2 separate regions of the Mus musculus genome follow, and region 1 is linked to region 2. A link is a contact called in public promoter capture Hi-C data. All regions are on one chromosome and are shown on one strand. Each heading gives the region's core, a stretch centred on a gene start, on an enhancer-like site or on the middle of the called end of the contact. The rest is flanking DNA. Distances are from core to core; before and after follow the strand shown.

Evidence for each region. Capture Hi-C pulls out chosen DNA fragments and counts their contacts.
Region 1: a promoter capture Hi-C map of pancreatic islet shows a contact between it and region 2. The contact joins two enhancer-like sites. A contact is called at or near these places in 2 of 484 Hi-C or Micro-C datasets (bone marrow-derived macrophages and liver), 12 of 115 datasets of contacts at active chromatin or transcription factors (DN3 thymocytes, the SCID.adh cell line, bone marrow-derived macrophages and 7 more) and 5 of 9 other capture datasets (adipose tissue, embryonic stem cells, liver and 2 more).

What each region holds. Positions count from the first base shown.
Region 1 is chr2:166,021,184-166,025,262 of GRCm38.p6, forward strand. The region is part of intron 1 of Ncoa3 (nuclear receptor coactivator 3); the gene reads left to right. Among named protein-coding and RNA genes, the nearest start is that of Ncoa3, 31 kb to the left of the region's middle. RefSeq lists an enhancer at 1-2,279. Within about 2 kb of position 1,283, at least 145 of the 459 cell types and tissues checked have an H3K27ac peak or open chromatin away from gene starts, as enhancers often do. A contact at or near this core is called in the SCID.adh cell line and pancreatic islet, where this site is marked.
Region 2 is chr2:165,853,037-165,857,112 of GRCm38.p6, forward strand. The region is part of intron 2 of Zmynd8 (zinc finger, MYND-type containing 8); the gene reads right to left. Among named protein-coding and RNA genes, the nearest start is that of Gm11465, 26 kb to the right of the region's middle. Within about 2 kb of position 1,770, at least 77 of the 459 cell types and tissues checked have an H3K27ac peak or open chromatin away from gene starts, as enhancers often do. A contact at or near this core is called in the SCID.adh cell line and pancreatic islet, where this site is marked.

The DNA of each region.
Region 1 (4,079 bases), core at 33-2,532, 170 kb after region 2:
GACTGTTGTGATAATAAAATGACTCCTCCCGGCTTTCAGGAAGCACTGCTGGAGGGAGCTGGGAACACAGCGTCATCAGAACACTAAGTGTAGCAAGCCGTGGTGTATGTAGACAGTCATGAGTGCACTCTGTGTCTGGGCTGAAATCTGCTTCCTTTGTGCTTCCTTCTTTAAGTGCATGCTGGAAGATAATGTCTTCCCACTCCAGTGTCCTGCCCCTGTGTGGCCCTTCTTTCTCTCCTTTAATGCAGCATATATCCCAGGGCTAGCATCCTACTGCCTGTTGTCCTGCCTCAGACTTCTCAGCCCTGAGATTACCACTGTGTTACCATTCCTGAACGAAAAACAGTAAAATGGTACTAATTGTATTGAAACATATTTTTCCAAAACAAAATGAATTCTTCCCATTTAGCAAATAAAAGATAGTTTTTGTTTTGTTTGTTTTGTTTTGTTGCCAGACCAGATAAATGGCTGTGAAGCTAATTTGTATTTTCTCTGAAAGAATAATCAGGAAGGTTGATGTAGAGACTTTTTAAAAGAAACTGTGACCCCTTGCTAGGCTGTGGGTGAGGGCGGAGGTTTTCTGCTTTAAAGATCCTTATGCTCTGGGTTGGGCCTTTTGCTGAGGATGAGGCACTTTTGTGGAAGCGTTGCCATGGTGACTGCCTTCCAAGAGCTGCCTCAAGGTCACTCATCACTCTCAGCACTGAGTACTCAGATTTTGTAGATCAAACAGCGTTAATTATTATGTCAACTTACTGGACCATTTCTAGAAAACCTAACCAGTACTTTGAATGTTGAAATTTAACCTGCCAGATTAGGAGGTTAGTGGCAAATCTATAAAGCTATAGATTATAATGCCCGATTTAAAAACAACAACTTAACTTGATTGCATTTAGAACGTCTGCCATACCTCCCTTGGTATTTATTCATTTACAAGTGTAATACAGAGTGCCTTAGTATTTATTCCTCTGGTAAATTGAGCTCTAAGTTGTAGTTTGTTTCATCTGATAATTAGATGATTGTCCCATGTTTTTCCAAAAGCAATTTCAGAGGCTTCTGTATCAGGGCATGTGCTCTTTTTGTCTCATGCTCCTGTTAATTTTTCTTCTCCTCGGTTTCTAAATTGTAATCTTTTCATTATGAACGTCATATGGTTTATAAAGCTGTTTCTTGGGGAAGGAAAACGTGGAGAGAAATGTCCCCTTACGTTGGTCTTTGCTGTGGGTTTTGTTCTGGGCAAGGAGGAATCAGCCTTGTGCTTCCGTTAGTGCTTGAAGGTGACTTTGAGATCAGAGCTGAGTGCTTCCTGTACAAAGGGAACAAATAGTAAATGCCGCTCACACACCTGACTGACTTCGGTTTTTTTTTAAGCTAATTACACTCTAACTGGTAGCTGTGCTTTCGGCATTAGACAGATTCCTTCTCACAGGGAGCTGACTCCTGTACAGTATCTAGTCAGATATTTTACACTGAGCTCTCTCTCGTGAGATCTGTAAATATTCCATGTAATACTCACCAGCTAGTAATTGTCTCCTTTCTCCTATTTCTGAAGCAGTGTGCTCTTAGACGATTATTTTGCTAATGGAAAAGCAGAGATGATTTAAATCCATGTCAGCTGTTAGGGCAGTGAGAGGGCTCAGTGGGTCAAGGAGCTTGCTGCCAAGCATGACTACCTGAGTTTGATCCCCATGACCTACATGACTCTTATGGGTTTGTCCTGGCCTCCATATGCATGCCTTCTAAATACATGAATAAATGAATGAATGAGTGAATGAATGAATGAAATTAAACCAAACCAAAACAATTGTGGTATGGCGTGATATGATCTACAAGAGAGGCTATTGGACATACCCTGATCCTTCTTGGTTTGGGAACCTGCTCAAGTAACTGCACTTCATTTCCCTATGAAGAATGCTGGTCCCCATGCCCACTGTGACTTTGCAGAGTCACTGGTTTGTATAGTAAAATTGGATTATCTTTGCTAAAGTCAATTTTAGTGGTGCACACTCAGAAAGTGGAGGCAGGCAATCTTTGTGTAATAGTAAGCTTACTTTGAGGCAAGTCTAGTATAGATGAAACCCTGCCATAAAACAATAAAAAAATTTAAAAAATACAGTTATACATTCCACAGCGCATTTGTGTATGTGTGTCTATCAATCAGGGTGGCCTTGAACTCATTATGTAGCTCAGGCCAGCCCCAAACTCAGGACAGTCATGGCTTAACTTCACAGAGAACAGTTATTACAGCCATGTTCCCATGCCTGGCTTTCTTACCTATATCCATGCATTGCATTTTAAAAAACTGCATTAGATCATTGTGTGATTATTCTCAGCATCTTTCCCAAAGGTTTCTATTTGTGTTTTGCATGTCTATATGTGCATCATGTGCATTGAGTGCCCTCAGAATCCAGTAGAGGATGTTAGGTCTCTGGCACTAGAGTTACAGATGGTTGAGGCACCTGTGCTGCTAGGAATCTTAGTCCTCCAAAGAGTGCCAGTGCTCTAAACTGCTGAGCCATCCCTCCAGCCCTTAACTAACTCACTCCTTCCTCCTAACTAACCAGTGAACTAACTTCCTTTCTTCCTAACTTTTAAGAAAAAATATAAAATTAATTTTTTTTTCGAGACAGGGTTTCTCTGTATAGCCCTGGCAGTCCTGGAACTCACTTTGTGGACCAGGCTGGCCTTGAACTCAGAAATCCACCTGCCTCTGCCTCCTGAGTGCTGGGATCAAAGGCGTGCACCACCACCGCCCGGCAAAATTAAATTTTTTATTCATCCTTTATTATGTATATGTCCATAGGGTATATGTGGAGGTCAGAGGATAACTTTTACAGTTGGTTCTGTTTCCATAATGGAGGGACCTAGATTTAACTCAGTTGCCAGGGTTGGTGACAAGTGCCTTTACTTACTGAGCCATCCCACATACCTGTAACTCAATTTTTGTTGGGGGGCAGTGTTGGGAAGGTAACTCAAGCTCTGGATTCTGTCCTCTGTGCGTACTGTGTGAACCCTGTAGCTGAGCCAGTGGGAAGGGTTCAGAGACAGCCACCAGGAAGGAAGTGATGAATACAAGGGGACTAAGTGAACAGTGGCTCAGGGAAGCACTGGCTTTAATCACAGCACTCCAGAAGCTGAGGCAGGAGCATAAGGCCAGCTCCTACATCCTGAGCTCCGGACTGCTGCTGCTCCGGGACAAGGCTACCTGTGAGGAAAGCAGATGGTGATCAGAGTTTCTTACAGTAGCTAGCTTCCTTTCTTTGCATTTTATTTTATGTGTATAGATATTTTACCTGTATGTATGTCTGCAGCATATGTGGTAGAACACACTGAGATCAGGAGAGGGCATAAGATCCCCTGGAACTGTACAGACAGTTGTGAGCTGCCATGTGGGTGCTGGAAATCAAGCCTGGGTCCTCTGGAAGAGCAGCCAGTGCTGAATGAGCCCCCTCTCCTGCCCCCAACTTAGTAACTTCTATCGACTGTTCTTACTTGTTTAAAATGTTATGACAGGACTTAGAGAATTGACTTTTTAAAAAAATATGAGTCGATATTGGCTCTAATTAGCTGCATAGCCAGACTGATTTAAAATCTGCTTAGAATACCCTTGTTGAGCTATGCCACGGAAGACAGATGGGATTTTAGCATATCTGAGAATGGCTTCGTCAGAATGCTTCATCAGCTACTAGAGCTGACATGAGAGTCTTTCCTAATAAGTTAATGAGTTACAACTATGGTTTTATAGTTTTGTAAACATTGTTATTGCCATATGATGGAAAGTTTTAAGTTTTAAATACACTCTTTTTCTTCCCAGTTTATGTCCCTATCAGTCCAGTAAAGCCCCACTGGTTTGCATTTTCCTCCGCATTTGGTATTGTCTTGTATCTTCAGTAGATCTATTCCGTGTACATTAGTATTTTATTATAGGAATTTGCAGTTACTAAGGCATTTGCATTTAGTATTTTTTCTTACATGTTTGTGTATGGCAGTCTGAAGACAGCTTAGGTCCTCCTGTGTGGCTCTAGGGGATCTGCCTTGACAGCAAGCACCTTTATCTGCTGGTTCATGTTGCCTGC
Region 2 (4,076 bases), core at 520-3,019:
CAGTGCGCCCCATTCAGTTGGCTAAGAGTAGGGCAAGCCCCTCCCCCAGGAAAGTTCTCATGCCACACCCACTCCCTGTCTGAGACCCTTGTCTAAAGGCATCAAACAAAGAACTCGCACTGACTCTCTCCTTAAAAAGCCCCACCCACCCCGGTCAATTTGCCCTTGGTTTTATACTCTTGCCACTCCACTACCAATCCACCTGTTCACCTGTAAGACCCACAATTCGTTCATGCCCGATGGTGGGCTCATTAACTTAGGGACAAAGGTATGCCCTGGTGCACCTCACACCCTGAGAAACTGAAGTGAGAGAAGCAGAAAAGGATACCAGGAGCCTAGAGGGTATCAGCAGGTGCTCTCTGCTTCAACTTGACACTTTACCACCATGACTAGACACAAACTTCAGTGACCACAAACAGGAGTGGCTTAATGCGTGGCAGCCATACAACAAAACATTCTCTGGCCACTAAGAACGCTAAGTGCAAACTGCAGAGATGGCTCAGCGGTTGAGAGCCCTGGCTGCTCTTCCAGGGGACCTGGGTTCAATTCACAGCAATCACATGGTGGCTCACAACCATCTGTAACACCAGTTCCAGGGCACCCAATGCCACCTTCCAGCCTCTGCACGCACATGGTGCACCTACACACACACAGGCAAAACCCTTGTACACATTTTAAAAATCAAGAAGAAGGCTGAACATAGCCAGGAGACAGAGACAGAGACAGAGAAACCTCCATGACTTTGCGAACAGCTTGGTTGACAGAGTGAATTCCGGGCCGGTGAAACCCTGTCTCAAGATGAAGAACGTAGTGGTTAGTTCAAGGATAGATCCGTTATGTGCTTCTGTGCAAGCGAAAGGACCCGAGCCCAGACATCGTGTAAAGTTAGCCATGGTTGCCTGAATCTGTAATCCCTGCACTCCTTTAGCGAGATGTGAGGTGGACAAGAGACTCTCCGGAAGCTTATGGGCCAGGTAGACTGCTGTATGCATGGCAAACAAGGGGGAGATAACTGACATCCAGGCGCTCTCTCTCTCTCTCTCTCTCTCTCTCTCTCTCTCTCTCTCTCTCTCACACACACACACACACACACACACACACACACACACACATACACATACACACACACAAACACACAAATCATGGGTAAGAAAGACATCTGTATTCACGGGCACTTGTAACCCCAGCACTTCGGAGGCTGAGGCAGATGGATTGCTGTGAGTTCCAGGTCAGGCTAGTTAACAGAGTGCCACACACTCTCCACCCCTCCCGCACTGAAAGAGTGATGAGGTAATACAGAGGGTGCCATTTGGTGGCAGAGCACTTGCCCAGCAGGCACAAGGCTCCCGGTCCCATCCCCCAGCACCAAGAGGGACAGTATCTCTCCAGGGACTCCTGTATGGCAATCTCCAGCCTGGGTCCAGTTACAAAACAACACGTCTAGCGCCTCCAGGAGGCGACACGCCCCATCCCCAAAAGGATGCGATCCTGCATATAAACACCTGGAATACTCCAGGGGGGACCCCAAAGTCCAGCCAGGTTCCTGGGGGAGCAGGTGGGCGTCTCAGGAGGCGGGCCTGCAGAAGGGATTATATATCAGCATATACCCTGGTGTACTACAGACAGTGTGACTTTATCAAAGTAAGGGAAATGAAAGGGATTTAGAAGGCTCAATTGCGCATGAAAGGCAGCAGGTGCAGGCAAAAGGCAATAACGAGTAAAGGAGGGCGGGGCCCCTGAGTGATGTCACAGGCAGATAAAGTGGGGGCTGGGCTGCTGTGGGCCGCAAGGCCTCTGGAAGGAGCTGGGGGTTTGTTCTCCGTGCAGCTAATACAACCCATCAACTCTGCCCATGTCAGAGCCTAAGTACTTACTGCAGGTGACCTGGCAGGGTGGTGGTGGCACACGCCTTTAATCCCAGCACTTGGGAGGCAGAGACAGGCGGATTTCTGAGTTCAAGGCCAGCCTGGTCTACAAAGTGAGTTCCAGGACAGCCAGGGCTATACAGAGAAACCCTGTCTCGAAAAAAACCAAAACAAACAAACAAACTGCAGGTGGCCTGGGGTTCACATGAGCACGTCTCAAAAGAAACAATACTCTGGCCAGTCCAAACCAGGAACTGACCAGGCAAATATTTGCTGTACTTACAAACTCCAGGCTAGTGGTTAGGTTTAGAGAAGATTCCCCCATGGGAGACAAGGGTCTGTTTCTAGGTTGTCTCAAGATTTCTTAGCTGGCTTTGGAAGTACTTCGGTTCTCAAACTCAATTCCATTATGTAAGACCCCTAAGGACGGTGACACGAAGGACCAGCCCATCAGGAAGGGGATGGGGCACTGTGGACCAGAGCGGTACAGCCTCAGAGCCAAGCCTAGACCTTGACAGTCTGAATCTTTCCTCTGTGAGTTCCAGACTACCTTGGTCTACATAGCACAAAGCATCAGGGGGCTACATAGAACTTGTCTCAGATCACCTCAACTCTATCTGCCGCTACGAGCACAAGGACTGCCCCCAGAGCTTATGGAAGTCTAACTGCTGTATCCAAGCTAAACACCGGTAGCATCTTAGGAGCTGCGGCTGGAATTATCGTTTTCAGAATACTAAAGGGCAGGTCAGCCCTACTGCCTAAACGCCTCCCTGTCCCACTGGGAGCCCTATGGCCCTGTGGCTTAAACACCTCCCTGATCCATCAGGAACCCAACATCCGGTGACTGTACTGTACACTGATGGGAAGAAACCCAGCTGTCGTCATGGTAATGAAATCACCATAAGGACCGCTTCCAGAAAGCTGAGTCAGACTTTTACTTCTCTAATGATCTGATTCTGAGGAGGGTACATTGCTAAGCGCGTCTCATGTATAAATGTGGGATGATGACAAACAGCCACCACCAGCTGTCTCACAGAGGAATGAATGGTTCACCTTGCATCCAAGAAGTACTTTTTTTTTTCCTCTTCCACCTTCTCTGGACTAGCAGGACACCATTTGCTGGCCCTTCACCAACTTCCTGCCTCCAATCCACCCCCTCAAAATGAGTCTGACTCTGACTGTGTTAACTTGGGTGAGGGAGCAGGCCTGCTTTGTGGAGGAGATGGCACAGTGACTCAGGAACACAGCCTGGACTGGGGCAGGCAACAGAAGCTTCTCCTCTTGGTGACATTTCCCTGAAGTTAGTAAGAGGCCTCCTGGGTATTAAGAGCTAAGAGTGTGATGTAATCCTTCCAGAGCCTGTGTCTTAGGAACCATCAGAAATGATCAGGCTCAGCACTTCCTGCGTGTCCTTTGACTTAAGGGACAGTTCACTTCAGATAACGCAGCTATAAGCAAAGACCTGTTCAAACTACTTCAAATGTATTTCCAACACGATACAGCTATAACCAAGAATTAGGGCCAGGATACGAACCCAGAAAGTAGAGTGGTTCCAAAGCAGACATTCCTAAGTACTGCGGGACAAGGCCTTTGCACCAGATTGGAGTCCGTGCCTCTAGCATACACCCATTTGCTTTCCAACTGCAGGCGGAGGGATGCGAGCACGGACCGCCCAAACTGAGCCTCCAATATGATGCTATCTCAAAGGTGGTCTCTGGGAATGCCACACACCTCCTCACCTTATCAGGCTGTGTCAGATCCTAACTTATGAGACTAGAGACTCCTGAACCCTACCCTACAACTGTCCTTCCCATCTCCAACTAAGCCTAAGAAACCACGATGTGCCAGGCACCACCCACGCTCACATCCACACCCTGAGCCTGAGTCAGGGCACCCCCAATGCCCCAGGGTCTATACAGCGACACACTTCACAGGGAGCTGGGTTTCCCAGGGGGAAAGGGACTGCGGCTTAAAAACTGGGTGCTTTGTGTGTTTTTGTGGGTGTCAAATTTCCATAATGATGCAGATAGTAAGCCCACTGGCACCCAGGAGCAAAGACCAGTGGGACAGAGGTTGACAACACATGGCTGGCCCCATGCCAATAAACAACTTTCTGAAAAAAAGTCCTTTGGTGTTTTGTTGTCTTGTCGTTGTTTTTGGAAAAGGAGCCGAGGAGATGGCTCAGTGGTTAAGCGCCTTTTGCTCTTGCAG